Linked DNA regions of Mus musculus: region 1 is linked to region 2. Evidence: chromatin contacts called from public promoter capture Hi-C data. All regions are on one chromosome and are shown on one strand. Each heading gives the region's core, a stretch centred on a gene start, on an enhancer-like site or on the middle of the called end of the contact. The rest is flanking DNA. Distances are from core to core; before and after follow the strand shown. Region 1 has its middle 11 kb from the start of Klhl5. Region 2 overlaps Tbc1d1 (TBC1 domain family, member 1).

What was found. Promoter capture Hi-C pulls out the DNA fragments that hold promoters and counts their contacts.
Region 1: a promoter capture Hi-C map of hematopoietic stem and progenitor cells shows a contact between it and region 2, with 6 times the contacts expected there. The contact joins two enhancer-like sites. A contact is called at or near these places in 5 of 39 promoter capture datasets (the 3T3-L1 cell line, embryonic stem cells, hematopoietic stem and progenitor cells and 1 more) and 1 of 115 datasets of contacts at active chromatin or transcription factors (memory CD8 T cells).

Annotation. Positions count from the first base shown.
Region 1 is chr5:65,117,343-65,122,583 of GRCm38.p6, forward strand. It overlaps a transcript of Klhl5 not described here. Among named protein-coding and RNA genes, the nearest start is that of Klhl5, 11 kb to the right of the region's middle. Within about 2 kb of position 2,714, at least 56 of the 459 cell types and tissues checked have an H3K27ac peak or open chromatin away from gene starts, as enhancers often do. A contact at or near this core is called in hematopoietic stem and progenitor cells and memory CD8 T cells, where this site is marked.
Region 2 is chr5:64,295,496-64,300,824 of GRCm38.p6, forward strand. All of the region lies in intron 14 of Tbc1d1 (TBC1 domain family, member 1), which reads left to right. Among named protein-coding and RNA genes, the nearest start is that of Gm38634, 41 kb to the left of the region's middle. Within about 2 kb of position 3,011, at least 178 of the 459 cell types and tissues checked have an H3K27ac peak or open chromatin away from gene starts, as enhancers often do. A contact at or near this core is called in hematopoietic stem and progenitor cells and memory CD8 T cells, where this site is marked.

The DNA of each region.
Region 1 (5,241 bases), core at 1,464-3,963, 820 kb after region 2:
AGTAGGGCCCAAGAGGTTAGTTGTTGTGGGTTGTGGTTTATTAAATAGTTGTGTACAAAGAGGAAACAAGAAGAAATTAGATGTCCTGAGAACAAAGATCAAACTTGCCTCATGGAACACAGGGAGTGGTCTAATGATAGTGATGCCCCTTTTCCCTCTAGCCATTTTTTTCTCTCCTTTCTGTGTTGGGGGATTGAAAGGGTGGAAGAAAAGGGGCAGAAAAGGCTGGAAGAAGGAAGAGCCCACAGAGTAGCCAAGGACTGATTACACAGTAGGGTTTATAACTACCTGCCCATGGAGTAGCTGTGAGCAGCAAGTGACACTGTTTTCAAAGCAAGTGGCAGCATAATCCACTTGAAATCCAAAGCATGGAACCCTCAACTCACCAGAGCCCAGTCAGCCTCGCTTGAGCAGCTGCATCTGTCAGATAGGGAGGGGACGCCTGTTCTCTAGGTGTTACAACAGGTCATGTCTTACCCACACACATGCACTCTAGGCAACAGGCTTAGGAGACAGTTGTAGTCACACTAAGAAACAAGGGAGTGAGTTGCCCAAAGTGACTGGTTTAGCTATCGACCCAGACTCTGTCTACCATTAAGTGATAATGTCAGAAAATAACAGTCTGAGCTGACTCCCTGCTTCAGCCTACTGACCTCTAGGAAACGTGTGCATGGATCCTGGGGGCCCAGGGATCACCAGGCTCCTGTGGCTGCTCCTGAGTAGATGCACACCCTCCTCCCCTAGCCGCGCAGTTGGGTACACACTTAAGCTGATTGTGTTCATTCACAAGCTCGTCTTTAGTAGCTGCAAAGTTAGAGTAATGGTAACATCAGTAAACATCTAAATTAATGACTGTAAAGAGAATTCCATAAAAAAAATTAAGTTGAGTGCTTTGAGATGTTTCAGTATAAATGAGCTGTTTGAAGTTTGCTGTCAAATTTAATGAAGGCTAGATAATTATAAATGATGAAGAGAAAAGTCATCAAAGCCCCAAGTTGTCCCTGTCAAAGACCATGAACAAGCTGCCTGGTCAAAAGAATAAGGTGCTCAGACGAGAATACAAATGGACTACATCACTAAGTGCATTGTCTCCATTAAAGAAGCATTGAGTTTAATTTATTGTCTGACATGAGATTTTTTTTTTCATAATGACCAGGTTGTTCTGTATTCAGATTCTTTCATAAATGCTTTTAAGTTCTCCATTATACAAACCATAAGTAAAAATCATACATAATAGATCATATGCGGCTTATGCAATAAGACCACTCTCAGTATGAGATGAATATTGAATGCAAGGCATTAGTTCTATACAAAAAGACTAGTGAATGAGTGTGCATTTACACATTCAAATTAAGACAATGTCATTAATGGCACATAAATGTAGCTTTATGATAGCTGACGTTTTCATTTAAAGCATTAGCCATCAGCTTCAGCTGGTAAGGGAGCTTGCCCTCTACTAAGGGCTTCAGATCGACCAGTAGTCTACCACTGACCTCGGCAACTGTCTTAGTTTATTCCTGCATGCCTTGAGTGTCTTTATCCTACTATTCTGCAATTCTTTGTGATGCATTTATTTTTATGTGTATCGGTGTTTTGCCTGCACACATGTGTGTGTACCACACTGAAAGCCTGATGCCTAACAAGGTCAGAAGAAGGCATTGGGTCACTGGAACTGGAGTTACAGACAGAGGTAGTGAGCCATTGTGAACTGAACCCAAGTCCTCTGGAAGAGCATTGCGTGCTCTGAACCACTGAGCCATTTCTCCATCCCTTGTATTGCAACTTTTAAATTAAATACCAGCTCCTGAATTATAGATGCTTTGAAAGCTATAATCCTTTCTGTCATCGTCATAGGAAACGTATTAAATAAGCAATTTTGGTAATTGAGCAACTATTATGGGATATGACAGCATCATATGGCATGATGGCATAATTTAGTTTTAAGGTTAAAGTTTCTTTCACTTCCATTTCCACCCTAACCTTATAGTTATGTGTTACAGTGCTTTTATTTGGGTAAATCCCTTGTTAGATGGGCCTAACCATGAAGCCACACTTTGTTTTTCAGTCTCTCTCAGGGCTCTTAACTGCTGAGCTTTTGATGTGCCAGGGAGCTTATAAAACCAAATCCCTTAGAACTAAAAGTTCATATTTATTTTATTTTTTTATTTACTGATTAAATGAGAAATATCCCCCAATTATTTTTAACAGGGGTGATTTATCACTGTAATATTAATCTTAATTTGGGGTTTCAAAGGTATCTGGACACAGGCCTGTAATTCCAGCACACGAGAGGAAGAAGGAGGACAGTTGTGAGTTTAGGGCCTCCTTAGGCTACACAGAAAGTTGAAGGGCACTTTCACTTTCATGGTAAGGTGTTTTGTCAAAAACCAAGGGCTGGGGATGCAGACCATTAGCAGAGGATTTGCCTGGTGTGTGCAAGGCCCTGGGTTCAATCCCAGCCCTGCAGCAAAACAAAAAGCACATAATGAAGCTTTTATTTCTTAAATCAGTTAATCTTTAAAGATAAGCTGGTTCTACTATAGATCCCTATCATATGTATCCATTTGGCTGTTGTATTAGTTTCTGTTCTTTGCTGTGATAGAATACCATGACAAATCTTTCTGGGCTTATGGTTCCAGAGGAATAGGAATTTATCATGGCAGGGAGGTGTGGCACCAATCGGCAGGCAGGAACTGAAAGCTGGGAACTCACATCTTGGACCACAGGCAGGAAGCAGAGGAAGTGAACTGGAAATGATGCAGGCCTTTTAATCTAAAGCTCGAGTCCAGTGATGTGCTTCCTCCAGCAAGATTGTGCCACATAAACATCCCCAAACAGTTCCTCCATCTGCTGATGGAACCAAGTGAACAGGAGGTAGCAACCACTTTAGACTTGCACATTTGTGCATTCGAGGATGGGAGAGAAACCCAACCAAAACTCAGGGGCTTCCACCTCTGTCAAATTTCTAGAAGGCCAGTGCTGTGAGGTATGCAGAGATGTTCCTTCTAAGGTGAAAGATAAGTCGTTAAACTTGGCCCCTCCCACCACCAAGAAAGCAGCACAGTGTTTAGTGGGTCTCTCTGGATTCTGGAGGCAGCACACACTAAGTGCCTCAGAAAGCTGCTAGCCATGGATGGTGCCTGGAACAGGAAAAGACTCTTCAGCAGGCCCAGGCTGTTGTACAGACTGCTCCATCCAAGAGACCTACTGGTACCTGCCATGTCACAGGCAGATAGGAATGCTGTTCAGAGTCACTGGCAAGCCCCATAGGTGAATCAAAACAGAGACCCTTGGGATTTTGGAGCAAAGCTTTATCACCGTCTGCTGAAGGGAACCATTTGAGGATCAGCTCTTAGCCAGCTATTGAGCTGTAGAAACAGCATTCGACAATGAGACCTAAGCTGTCCACCATGAGCTAGGGTATTATCTGACCCACCAAGCCATAAAGTAGGGTGTGCTCAGCAACAACCCATTACCAAATGGAAGTGATATACATGATAGGGCCAAGGTGGGTTCTGAGGGCACCAACAAGCTACATGAAGAAGCTTCCTAAATGTCTCTTCTACTCCTGATGCAATGCATCTGCTCCCAAGAATGCACCATGGCCTCATGGGATGTGCCCTACCGTGATTAACTAAGGAAGAGAAGACTAGGGCCCGGCTGGCTCTGTACAATGTGCAGGCACCAATCAGAAGGTTAAACATGGGCTCAACAACATGGGCTTCTGCTCAACGAAGCTGACTTGGCTCTAGCTGCTCTTGAGTACCAGATATACCAGCAGCAGAGGCCAACACAGAGCCCCTATGTCACCATTCCCCAGGATGACCAACCTGCAACCAACTGGCAAGGTTTCTACATTGAACAACTTTTGTGGGAAGGGCAATGTTTAGTCCTTCCTGGAATAGATGCTTATTCTTGTTATGGCTTTGCCTTTCCTGCATGTACTGCCTCTGCCCAAACCACCATCTATGGACTTAGAGAATGCTTTATCCGCTATCCTAGCATTCCACATAGCATCACTTCTGACCACAGCCAGAGAAGTGTGACATTAGGGCCATGCTCATGGAATCCCCTGGTCTTACTGTGTTCCCTAACACCCTAAAAAAGTTGCCTTGGTAGAATGGCAGAATGACCTTCTAATGACTCACTTACAGGGGCAATAAGGTGGCAGCAACCTGGCATGAAGCATGGTTCTCCAAAAGATAGTATATGTTCTGAATCAGTGTGTGATATATGGTACAGTTTCTCTCATGGCCAGGATTCATAGGTCCTGGGACCAAGGCATGGGAATAAGGATGGGTCCGCTCACTATCATCCCTAGTGACTACTGGGAAAATTTTGTTTCCTGTTCCGGTGACCTTAACTTCTGCTGGCCTAGACGTTTTGGTTCCAGACAGGTGAGCACTTCTTCCAGAAGGTAAAACAAACATTCCATTGCACAGGAAACTAACACCCCCCCCCCCACCGCCACTTCTGAGCTTCTGATGCTGGAAGCCAACAGGCTAAGAAAGGAGTAAGCAGTGTTAGGGGAGGTGACTGAAGCAAGGAAGATGTGTCTGAAGTACAGGAGATCCTTTAGGGTGTCTGTTGTGCTACCATGTCCTGTGATTAAAGTCAGTGGGAAACTACCACGTAATGCATGCAGAACAGCAAAGGGATCCTTCCAGAATGAAGGCATTGTTCTATTCTCCAGAGAAGGAGCCAAGACCTGCTGAGGTGAAGGGTGGAGGAAGCGAAGAGCAGGCAGTAGAGGAAGGTAGTTATAAATACCAGCTAAGGCCAGCAGAAATAAGCTATAACTGACATGAGACTGTTTGTTCTATGTTTTGTTAAAAACACATTTGTGAATATATGCATACATTAAGACAATATTTGTGTTTTCCTTTATTTCTTTTTTCCCCTCTATTTATTGTATAATGTAACATCAATAGAGAAAATATCAGTGGTTAAATGTTTTAAGTCTATATTATCATATTTAAGAGGGTTTTGTTGTTGTCGTTTAGAGACAGGTTCTCACTATGTAGCCCTGGCTGTCCTGGAACTCACAGAGACCTGTCGGTCTGTTTCCTGAGTGCTGGAGTTGAAGGTGTGTCACTATGGCTGACTGCCATATTTAAGTTTTGAGAGACTGAAAGACTAAGCATTCTTCAAGGGGCTTTGCTACCTGTTCTAAAGCACATGCTGCCTCTGCCGTTGTTCATGGGATGAATCATCATGTCATGCTAGGCAAAGTATGTCCTG
Region 2 (5,329 bases), core at 1,761-4,260:
ATATGGTCATCTATAGGCAGAGTCAAGATTGCCCATACTTCTCCCCCAAAATAGCATTGCTGAAAGTGTGTGATAGATATCAAGTGTACCACTTTCAAGGAATCCTAAAAGCAGGTGAGGATGTTGAAAGTCATCTATTCAACTTCCTTATAGATGAAGAAGCTGAGGCTTGTGAGAACAGGACCTGTTGGTCACCAGGCCTTTTGGTGGTAGATTCTTCTCTCCAATTCTTGCCTCTTTTTGTGGCAGAGTGTCACCAAGCAGGTTGTCTTCCCTGAGCCTCTTCCTGTCTCACTCATTTCCAGTTCAATGACAGGAAGTTGTTCTCAGCTTCTTAGCCATCTCCTGTGCTGTGTAGCTGTGCCTAAGGGCACTCAGGAAACAATGGAGGACTATAAGCCCATCTTCCTCAGTGGCTATTGAATTCTAAGATCAGCAGGTGACTCCAGCCAGCTCACTGTGGGTACAGCTCAGTGTGGGTACTGGGGACCAAAACTGTGTCCTCTGCAAGAACAGTACATGCTCTTAGCACCAAGCCATTTCTACAGACACTGATGGTAAGCAAGGTGGAAAGATTCTTTTTGTACTTGATTAAATCTTGTCATCAATACCCTAAGGCTATAGATTGTAAAAAGTTCTTCTTGATAGCCTGGAATTTTTTTTTCATGTTTAAACAAAACAAGAAAATTCTTATAGTGCCTCACTTTATATATGAGAAGACCGAGACCCATAGCCCCAGTGCTCACAGCAGTCTTCATTTGTCCTTTAATAGCTCCAGTGCTCACAGCAGTCTTCATTTGTCCTTTACTTAGAAGAGTCTGGGATCAGTGTTCTTTGGGGACCATTTACAGAGTAGCCTGTCAGATGCTTGGAGATGGGCTAGCATGGTCTAGCATGGGCTAGCGGGGCTGCCCTGCTTGTCTCCTCTCAGCTCCGTGCCTGGTCCCTATCTCAGCTCCTTGTTGTGTCAGATGTGTTATGGTCACTGTGGAGCTGTGAGGGGGCAGCATTGCACAGCTCCTCAGAGCTCAGGCCTCCCACACAAGGCAGAAGTGGGAGTCTTCAGAAAAGAACGGGGAACTTTCCACACACATCCACACGGAGATGCTGAGCTCTGGACTGCTGTGATGTCAAAGTGATGGGACCTTTGGGAGGCCGCGGGCTTACAGAAGTCTTCCTCATGCCGGGCCTCTTCCTCTCATGCCCTCCTCCCCTTCCCAGCTGTGGTGCTCCAGAGGGGAATCTGTAGGCTCTTTCCACTGCCCCGTTCCAGCCTGCAAGCCTTTGTTTTCAAAGCAAAGCAAAACTCTAGGCCTGGTGTGAGAGGGCACTCCCATAGTCTCTGGAGGCTGAGGCAGGAGGAGCAGAGAGTTCAAGGGCAGATTGTACCACATTGCAAGACTTGTTTAAAAGGAAAAAAACTAAAAAGTAAGATTCCATGCTGGTTACTAAGACCCGCTGTGATAATAATTTGCTTCTGGCCATTTGAGAGAAAGTGGGTGACCTTGGAGGTACTTGGGTGACCTTGGAGGTACTTGTGTGACCTTGGAGGTACTTGGGTGACCTTGGAGGTACTTGGTGACCTTGGAGGTACTTGCGTGACCTTGGAGGTACTCGCAGATCAGAGTAGTGCCCTGGCATTGGTTTGTGTGTAAAACACACACTTACACCTCGAAGCGGCTGAGATGCTCAGCTTTGGTTGTGAGTTTCCTCTTGTAAAAGTGAAACCCTTAAAGCCATTAGCACCCTCCCCTGTCCCCAGCCCACACTAACCTTTGTTCTACTTTCTATTTCTATGAATGTGGCTACTTTACATGGTTCCTGTGAAAGGCAGCCTTTGTCTTCTTGTTTCAAGTTTATTTAAGTAGTTTCCTCTTGCTAGCTCATAGCAGGTTTTCCCTTTCAAGGTCAAATTATACCTGCAGTGTTTTGTGTGCCACGTGTGGTTTTGCTTACTTATATTGACTGGCCTTTTTTAGTACCCATTTCTTAGCAGTTGTGACTAACTGTGAACCTTGGTGCAAATGCCAGAAGTGAGGCGCCTGACCAAATGACCCTTGTATTTTTAATGTGCCACACTCTTTTCACAGCATTGGTGCTTTCCCGGTGCCCTAGGGTTCCACACACACACACACACACACACACACACACACACACATCTTCTCTTGCTATTTTCTGGTTAATTTGCTAGTGGTCAGTCTAGTGAGGTGATTACCCCATTGTGGCTCCTCTGTGACCTGTGTGGCTAACACTGGTTTTGCGATGTCCTCCATAGATATGCAGGTATAGCATAGAGTAATGACAGCGTCTACCTGATAGGAGGGATGTGGACCAGTCAGTGGAAGCTGTAATCACATAGGATGCAGACAGCCTCTTCTCTTTGGGGATTTAGAAAACAAAAGTAGGCACCTCCCCTACAAATGGCAGCCACATTGTTCAGCTTTGTTTTCTGACACAAACTCTTGCAGTGTAGGCCAGACCAGCCTTGACCTCAGAAGTCCTCCTGAGTGCTTGGATTATAGGCTTTACTGCCACACCTATGTTCAGCTCACACTTAACATCACAGAGGCTGTCATTTTTGCAGAAGAGTCATATTGTCAAAAAGACATCTTCTGGTCCCTTAGACTATGTGTGGCCATTTGCTTGGTTGCCTCAGTCTGCCAGCTGCCTCAACAGTTGCGGATACCTAAGGACGATGCTGTCTCTTAAGCTGATATGTCCAGGATGTTTGCCTGGTCAGGAAAGCCTTAGTGCTGTGTTTTCCATGGAGAGAGGCCACAATTTCACATTTAACAAGCTGAACATTATAGGAGTCGGGCAAGGACTGGGTCCACTAGTTTAAACTTCTGTTTCATAGCATCCCTCTATGCTTAAACTTCCTCATCCCCTCTTCCGAGCAAGCACAAAAGTGTTTCCCAACTCACAGGCTTCCTTTCATGGATTCCAGCCTTAGATCACACCCAGATAAGCATTGTGTAATAGGTGGGCGGGACTAGAATTTCAGCGACATATACCCACAAGGCAGGTGGGCGGGGGAGGAGGGCAGCAGAGGTCCTGGCTACAGCTGTGAGCCACTCAGGCCTGCGGTCCAGCAGCGACTTAGATAAAGGTCCCTGTGGAATTCCGGTTGTTCCCTAGCCATGGCTTTTCTGACTCTTCCCTTGCTCACACATTTCTTCCCTGTACTCCTCCTGGGACTTTCTCCCTGAGAGTCTTCTCACACCGCCTGCTTCCTTTCCTACGTTCTCCCGTGCCCCAGCACTTATGAATGTCTGCCCTGCATGGGCTGCCACGTGACTCTGCTCGTTCTTCCGTAGCTTCTGGATATAAAGCTTCATCTCTGCCACGTGACTCTGCTCGTTCTTCCGTAGCTTCTGGATATAAAGCTTCATCTCCGGAGCGGAGTGGAGTCCCCAGTGCACCCCAGCTTGCCCTTCACCATTGCCCTGCTTCAGAGCCTTGCCACAACACGCATATGCTCAGGGGCTTCAGACCCTGCACCCCATCATGGCAAAGACTTAGTCGCCAGAGAGCTGCTTGGAGTGCAGTGCTAGCAAATGCTAACATGCAGCAGGAGTTCAAGGGCAGGCCGGGGGAGAGTATAAGGAAGTATTAGGAGTGTGTGTCCTTGGGAAGTTCCACTGTAGCAAGCTTGCCCATTAAAAGTGTATCTTGTCATTAATAGGTAAAGGTATGGAAGTATGTAGATAAATATCTTACAATTTCCCTGGCCCAGAAAGGGAAATTTGGGCGTTTTTGAGCTGTTATGTTAGTCTGCTTGTCCTTCCCACCAGAGTTCAGACCATCCTTTTGGTCTCTGAGCCCAAGGCACAACTCTCTTCTGTTTTGTTTAGAGGTGTGGGGGGGGGGTGGGGGGGCAGGGGGAATCATTTTATAAAAAATGCTTCACAAGGGCTCATCACGGGCTTCACTAGGGGTGTACCTCCAGCCCTTGTAATAGTCTTTACCATGCCCAAATGAAAACTTTAATACATGTCTAAAACTATAGGACATGCCCCCTGCCCTGGGATAATGCAGTGGACACACCATGTTTGCAGGACTCCTCCCTGCTGGTGTAAGTAGAATGAAGGGGCCCTTGCCTCTCCTATGGGTTCAATGTTTGCTCCCTCCCAGATGCCTGTGATGAAGCCCTGGCCCCTACTGGGTAGGAGATTAGGAACAGCATAGAAGCCCAGCAGCTCTGCTTCCCACTGCTCCCCTGCTCCCAGCCACTCCCTAGCTCCTCACTATTCCCCAGCCCCTGGCGAGGGCTTATTTGAAAGCATACTCTCCCTCCTCTCTCCTGCTCCATAACTTAACCTCTTGACTCTTTCCAGGCCTCCTTTTAGCCTCCATAGCACCCGTGCCAGGCTTACACCTGTGCCGCGGCTGGGAGAGGCTTGGGGACAAATAAGGAAGTAGGTGTCTTCTCTGGTTCTTTTTACCATGCCTCCGGGTTTGCAGAGGCCAGAGCTGGGGAGAGGTGCACAGGCAGAGTGTGTGTGTGTAGTATGTGTGTGTGTGTGTGTGTGTGTGTGTGTGTGTGTGTGTATACATGCGAGCACACACTCCAAACAAGCTGCTTCACTGCACTTAGCTAATAACATGGGTTGGGCAATGGTGCCTTTAGCTTTCTGTAGTATATTTTTCTGTTGTGTGAGTGACTCATTGGTTTCTGTCCCTGACTATTTATGTTCAGATCTGGAGGGTTTTTTGAAGGGAATTTATTATTGTTCGATTTGTGTGGGTGGTAGATTTGGGTCAGTAGGGAGGAGCCCCTTTCTGAGTGCATTTCTTAAGAAAATGGTGTTAATTTGAGTTCAAACAATTGCCTTTGACTAAGATCATGTGATTTGGCCAGTGTTTGAAAAGACAGATGTATTTTTATACTTTATTTAATAGTCACGGTGCACATGATGGGTAGAGTCATTGTTTAATCTGAAACTTATTTAAAGGTACCCTTGGGGCTAAGAGGTTAGCTCAGTGGTAGAATACTTTACAAAACCCTCATTAAGATCCATAGCACTGCAAAAATAAAATAAATCCAAGACGTGCCTGTTGTCTCGTATTACAGTGTCACATAGTATGATGCTACCAGTTAAGATAAATATATAAAAACTTAACTTCAGTGAACATACTGAATGCCCAGATCCAGGGCCTTCAAACATGTCTGTGAATTAGAATTCCCAGTTGTGTAAGCCTTGTTTGCTGGGTCTACCCTAGAGTTTATGATTGATTTATCAGGCCTTGGTGTTTGGGACTGCATTTCTCACAAGCTCTCAGGGTTGCCTCTTGCTGATGCTATTAGGGCCATATTCTGGGAAGCAGT